2 separate regions of the Callithrix jacchus genome follow, and region 2 is linked to region 1. A link is a contact called in public Hi-C data. All regions are on one chromosome and are shown on one strand. The core of a region is the stretch at or near the end of the contact, and the rest is flanking DNA. Distances in the headings are between cores, read along the strand shown.

Region 1 (3,065 bases), core at 161-2,660:
GGGGTCCTGAGCAGATCACTGCACCTTTATGAGCTTCCATGATCTCACATGTCCAGTGGAGTGAATAAAGCTACTGCATGACAGTCACTGGCCTGGGCCTGCAGTCAGGAGGGGCTCATTGCAAAAACCCTTCCCTCCCATCACATGGCAAGTTTGTACTGAGCAGAGCTGATCCGAAAGAGGAAAGGGCAGGGCCATCCCAACCCCCAAGTTGCGGACTCTCACATGCACTAGACTGGGACTCTGGGCGTCAGAGTTCCTTAGGAGACCTTAGAAACCACCCTGCAGCTGGTTCCCTGCTCTCTATTAGCTAAGGCTACAAATGGGGAAACTGAGACCCAAAGAAGGGAAGGCAATTGGCCACACCACACAGCAGTAGATCAGGAGCCTAGAGGCTCTGGGGCTATCTCACTCTGTGGTCTTAGGCCCTCTCTGGCCTCAGTTTCCCCATCTGTACAGGAAGAATGAGCATTCCAGGACTCAGTGCCCAAACCTGAAACTCTGGAGGGTGATGCTGCCCCGCGGGAACCCAGGGCTGGAAGGACCCGCAAAGGGGGAATGAGTTCTTGGCATCCCAGGTCTGCTGTCATCAAAGAGCCATGGGCTCTGCCCTGGGCTTGGTGCAACTCCAGAGGCCAGCCAGCTCTCTGAATATCTTCTGCTCCCCAGAGACCTGGAAGACCACGGTCCCTGCCACGTGCATGGTCCCTGAGGGCTGAGGAGCACCCCTGTCCCGACCCTTATCAGCACCACCGGCCCTGTCTGCTTTGGCATCAGCCTGCTGCCCACACTGCCTCCCTGCCCCCCTCCCCATCCTGGATCCCATTTGCTCCCTGCCATCTTAGTACCCAGCCCACAGTGCTGATGGTCAGGGCGCACTCGCTCAGTGTCCCCATCTCACACCTGCCCCCTCACCTCTGGACTGGAGGGCGAGACCCGGGCTGCAAGGAGCCTGGAGCAGTAGCAGCAGGCCACAGAGCACGATCCTGGGACCAGAGAGGCCCCTCATGGTTCTGGCAGCAAGGGCAGCAGCCGGCACAGTGGTGGGGGCCAGTGGGGTCCAGTCTTATCAACCCCACTGCCCGCCCAGCCTCTGGGTCAGGTGGCCCCCAACTGATGACTGACGTGGGGGCAGCCCGCCCTGGCCCCCAGCCCCCCAGGGGCGGGGCTCCGGCTGAATGGAGGTGTGTGTGCCCTGAGAGGGCGGGAGCGCCTGGCCCGGGCTCCAGAGGCCCCTCCGACCACAAGGCCTCCTTTGCCTGTAGAAGCAACCAGAGCCGCAGCTGGAATTTGGGAAATCTCAGGTGGGTGGAGGGGGTGGCTCCTCCAGGGGCTGGAGCCAGCGCTGCCTTGAAGCTCCACCCCAAGCCCAGGCATACCTGAGTCCAACGGCCCAGCCCCGCACCGTCATCCCACACCCAAATCCTTCCCCAACCCACAACCCCAAGTTTCTCATGAAATGCACTGCCTCTGCCCCGGCTTCACTGTGCCCTTCTCACCACACACACCCTGCTCCCCAGCTACCCCCGGATTCTCCCCAAAGGCCTCCAGGCCATCGCACCTGCAGGGCCACCTGCCCAGAGTCCTTACCCCTCGCTAACTCTCTGCCTTGCAGAATCTTTCAAGGTCATAATGAGGGCTAACATGTACCGTCACTCAGTACGGGCAGGGCAATGGAAACCACAGTTAAGAGCACAGAATTTCTGGAGCCACGTCACCTGAGTTTGCTATATCCGCAAACTACCTGTGTGACTATGGGCAAGTGACTTCACCTCTCATGTCTCAGATTCCTCATCTGGAAACTAGGCATGGTAACCGCACATACTTCCTGGGGTTCAGTCAAGGAGCAGAGGAGTTAGATGAGGTTTCTCAGTTAATCCCCATGACCACTTTGTAAAGCAGCTACTGTTATTATCTCCATTTCCCAGAGGAACTAAAGAACAGAGAGCTGAAGGAAGTTGTCTGAAGTCACACAGCTAAGAAGCGCTATTGCCAGTACAGAGCTCCAGGCCTGTGCTCTCAGCCACGCTGCTGTCTTGGTGTAGCATGATGGAGGTGCCTCCTCCATGCGCACCTCCTCCCCATGTGCATCCCTGCTTGGCCCACCTCACCTGTGAACCAGTGGATTCATCTCTGCATCAGGTCCAGTGCAGAGAAGGCCAAGATAAACCTTGTAAATAAAGAGGCATAACCAGGAACGACCCCTTTCATTCCATTAGGATCCAGTAGTTCATGAGATAGAGCAGAAAGAGCATGGGCTTGGCTACCTGAGAGATCCAGGTTCAAAGCCACTTCTGCTCCTAACTGGCTGTGTGACCTGGAGCTGGTGACTTAACCTCTCTGAGCCTCAGCTTGCTATGGTGCAGTGGGAATGGTAGCTCTTGGTCTGCCTGCCTCACTGGGACCATGTGAGGGGCAATAGGAGGATGGAGGGGGAGATGGGTTGAAGGATTGTCATTGCTCCAGGGGAAGAATTCTAAGACTTTGGACCTATGCACTTCACTCGTGTAAATTCTACCTCAGTCAAAGGAAATGTACAGACAAAAAGCGATTGCCAGGTGCAGCAGACCCAACTCACGGCTACCACACTCTCCAGCACTAATGACAACGATCCGTTCCACCCTTGACATGGCTCAGTTACTCACACTACCACTCTGTCTCCTTTGCTTTCCCAATAAACCTGTGAGGTCAGCAGATCTGAGTCTGTTGGCCCATTTGTCAGATGGAGAAACTGAGGCCCAGAGAGGTTCACTGACTTACCCGAAGCCACCCAGCCAGTGTAGGGGCAGAGCCAAGCTGAAGCTCAGGCCTTGTTCCCCTCTGCACCAGTGTCAGAGAAGGAAGGGGTTAAGAGCATTTCCTTCTGGCTTTTTCCTTTTACATTTCATGTGTGCCTAATTCACAGCCCTCCCCAATTCCAAAAACCACTTGAAGCTGCTGATTCCTTTTTCCCCTACAACTCTGAAGTCTAATTCTCCTCCAGAGATGCTGCACGGTGGATGCAGCAATGGCGGTGCCTCTCCCTTCCAAAAATGGTGTCATAAAGGTGTGACCTGTCTCCCCAT
Region 2 (3,065 bases), core at 162-2,661, 190 kb after region 1:
AATCTATAAAACCCTAGCTGACTATGGTGGTGGGCACCTGTGGTCTCTGCTGCTCGGGAGGCTGAGACATGAGAACACTTGAAGCTGGGAGACAGAGGCTGCAGTGAGCCAAGATCATGCCACTGCACTCCAGCCTGGGCAACAGAGCAAGATTTTGTCCCACAAAAACAAAGAAAAAAACAGAGGGAGTCTGGCCAGAGAGGACCTACCTCCTCTCAGAGAGAATCTAGAAAGACTGCATGGTGGTGGTGGTGACATCTCTCCTGGGCCACGCAGGCAGGCCTTGGAGAATTGGGTGCTCTGAAGTGGTCCTGCAGTGGCTGAGCCCCACCCAGCAGGAGAGACTCCAAGGTCCTGAGCTCCAGCTTGATGCTTCATCCTGGCATCATGCATGGATGAGGCTGAGAACATTCTGGAAGCTTGTTCCCTGTGATCTAGAATGGACAGAGCAGGCAGGGCCTACTTTAACTGCCCATTTCACAGAGAAAACAATTGAGGCCTGAAAAGGAAATGTGATTAACCCCAAGGTCACACAGTCAGCCTGTGGCAGAACTGGGACTAGAACCCAGGTCGCTTCACTCCTTGTCCTGGGGGCTTTCTCTCTTCCACTCCTTTCTCCTGGACCATCTGCTCTGTTGTTTACAAAGCTCTTAGGATAAGCCCCCTCCCCCGCAAGATCTTCATTCAGACCCACAGGCTGTCCCACCCTGGCCATCAAAGGTCACAGGACTAGGAAATGACCGTTGGCGGAGCCTAGGCCCAGGAGCTATGCTCACACACCTGCCCTCTTCTCTGTGCAGGAACAGGGAAGCTGGATGAGGACAGAGGAGGGGAGGAGAGAGGGGAGGACAGGAGGAGGGCACTGCCCCAGAAGCCGTTCCAGGAACACACCCCCGTGCCTGGGAATAAACTGCTCATTTGGAATCATTTTCCTGGAATCAAAAATAAGCCTCCCTAAAAATACATTTTCTTTCTCACCTCACCCTGAGGCTAGAGCAGCTCAGCTGCCTCTAGGAGGTGGGGTAGGGGGAGAATGGGAGTGACCAGGGCCTGTGGGGGGAGATCTCTCTTCCCCAGGGCTGTGGAACCTGACCACTGGGTCACCCTCTCTGAGCACAGCTGTCATTGAGATATGTAATGCGTCATGTTTGTGTATTTGGCTTTTTAGATTTTCGAGACTGCTGGACCCACATTCAAACTTCAACCTAGAGTTATTGAGACCCAGCAAGGGCTGGGCACAGATCTGGACACTGAGAACACCCACCAAGGGTGGGAGACAGACAACAGGCAAGCGACTGCACCCAGGGGGCACCCCAGCACTGCCCTCACCCCCTGTGTGCCCTGAACGGATGCTCCCCCTGGCCTCAGGTGCCCCCCTGGCCTCAGTCTCCTCATCTGTAAAGGGATCAGATCCCGGCAGCCACAGTGAATTCCCTTCGGGCAGCCCTGCTGCTGGCCATGGCGGAGGGAAAGAGCAGCTGCCCTGGCAGCACTGGCTCCGAAGAGACACCTGGGGCACTCCGGGCTCAAATGCTGGGTCTGCCCCTTCTAGCCCAGTGGCCAGGGCCAGTTTCCTCCCATGAAAGTTAGGGTCAGTGGCAGCTCCCGGGGCTAGAGGGAAGTAAAGAAGGCAACACAGGGCAGCACCCGGCACTGGGGCTCACAGTCACACGCAGCAGACCACTGTGCCTTTGTTATTGTTGTTTTTAGAGACAGGGCTTCCCTGTGTTGTCCAGGCTGAAGTGCAGTGGCACAATCACAGCTCACTGCAGCCTCTATCTCCTGGGTTCAAGAGATCCTCCTGCCCCAGCCTCTTGAGTAGCTGGAACCCCAGACCACTATTTTTAAGTCATTCCTTGTCTGGTTCACCCCAGGCCTGAGGTGGAAGGGCAGGGATACCCCACCTAGCCCCACTGGAAGTGAGAGTCTGAGTTTCTGCAGGGAGGGGGCAAGTGGCTGCCGGGACCCTAGAACAGGTCAGCTCAGCCCCTGAGAGTCGCTGGTCCAGCCCTGTCTAAGGACATGTTTCCACCCTGGGGTCTGGGAGCACCGGGAAGTGTAATCCAATTACACACTTTTAGTTATTTTTAAATGTGTGATTAAATTATTATTGACTAGGCTGGGTGCAGTGGTTCACATTTGTAATCCCAGCACTTTGGGAGGCCGAGGTGGGCAGATCACTTGAGGCTGGGAGTTCAAGACCAGCCTGGCCAACACGGTGAAACTCTGTCTCTACTAAAAATACCCAAATTAGCCAGAGGTGGTGATGTGTGCCTGTATTCCCAACTACTCCAGGGGGACTGAGGCAGGAGAATAGCTGGAACCTGGGAGGTGGAGGTTGCAGTGAGCCAAGATTGTACCACTGCACTCCAGCCTGGGCAAGAGAGTGAGGAAAAAAAGATGATTGACTGTCGTCAACTTGTTGTACCATCAAATGCTGGGTCTGATTGTTCTTTCTTTTTTGTCGTTACCGTTAACTGTCATCCCCCCTCTCCCCTCCCCTGTCACTGGCCTTCCAGCATCTGGTGACCATCCTTCCACTGTCTATCCCCATGAGTTCAATTGTTTTGATGGTTAGATCCCACAGATAAGTTTAAAGAGCTTCTTTGAGTGAAAAGCACTTCATGAACTGGGAAACACCAAACCAGAAGAGGTTTAATGTTCCCGAGACAAATCATCAGAGGCAATTATGTATGGAATAAGAGCAGAAGTAAAATCAAGTATTTGATTGGTTGCAACTATAGTTGTTTATTTGGTCTATCCCATTAGAAAGTTTCCGGTTACGTAATTATAAATTTGTGGACTACTTCTGATTGGTTGAGCTTAAGTTCTGTTTTTCTTTCATAGAGGCTTTTATAAGAAACAGCTCAAGTTTTGCTTATGTTTGCAAATCAAGCAAGGTTGAGGTCATGTATGAGGCCTAACTGGTTTTGTCTGCTCTAGTGTTCTTCAGGCCTGGTCTCCATTTTAATTTAACAAGTTAAAGTGTTATAGGGCCAGGCGTGGTGGCTCATGCCTGTAATCCCAGCACTTCAAGAGGCTGCGGCAGGCAGATCACCTGAGGT

Evidence for each region. Hi-C and Micro-C count contacts between places; a contact is called where the count stands out from the background.
Region 2: a Hi-C map of skeletal muscle shows a contact between it and region 1, with 5 times the contacts expected there. The contact joins the enhancer-like site here to the promoter of MATN1 in region 1. A contact is called at or near these places in 2 of 3 Hi-C or Micro-C datasets (induced pluripotent stem cells and skeletal muscle).

Annotation. Positions count from the first base shown.
Region 1 is chr7:67,375,722-67,378,786 of calJac240_pri, forward strand. It overlaps MATN1 (matrilin 1), which reads right to left and starts at 1,411. Exons shown (of 9, transcript XM_035308458.3): 1 at 1,380-1,411; 2 at 916-986. The coding sequence starts at 1,411.
Region 2 is chr7:67,565,855-67,568,919 of calJac240_pri, forward strand. No RefSeq gene overlaps it. Among named protein-coding and RNA genes, the nearest start is that of SDC3, 35 kb to the left of the region's middle. Within about 2 kb of position 1,412, at least 2 of the 16 cell types and tissues checked have an H3K27ac peak or open chromatin away from gene starts, as enhancers often do.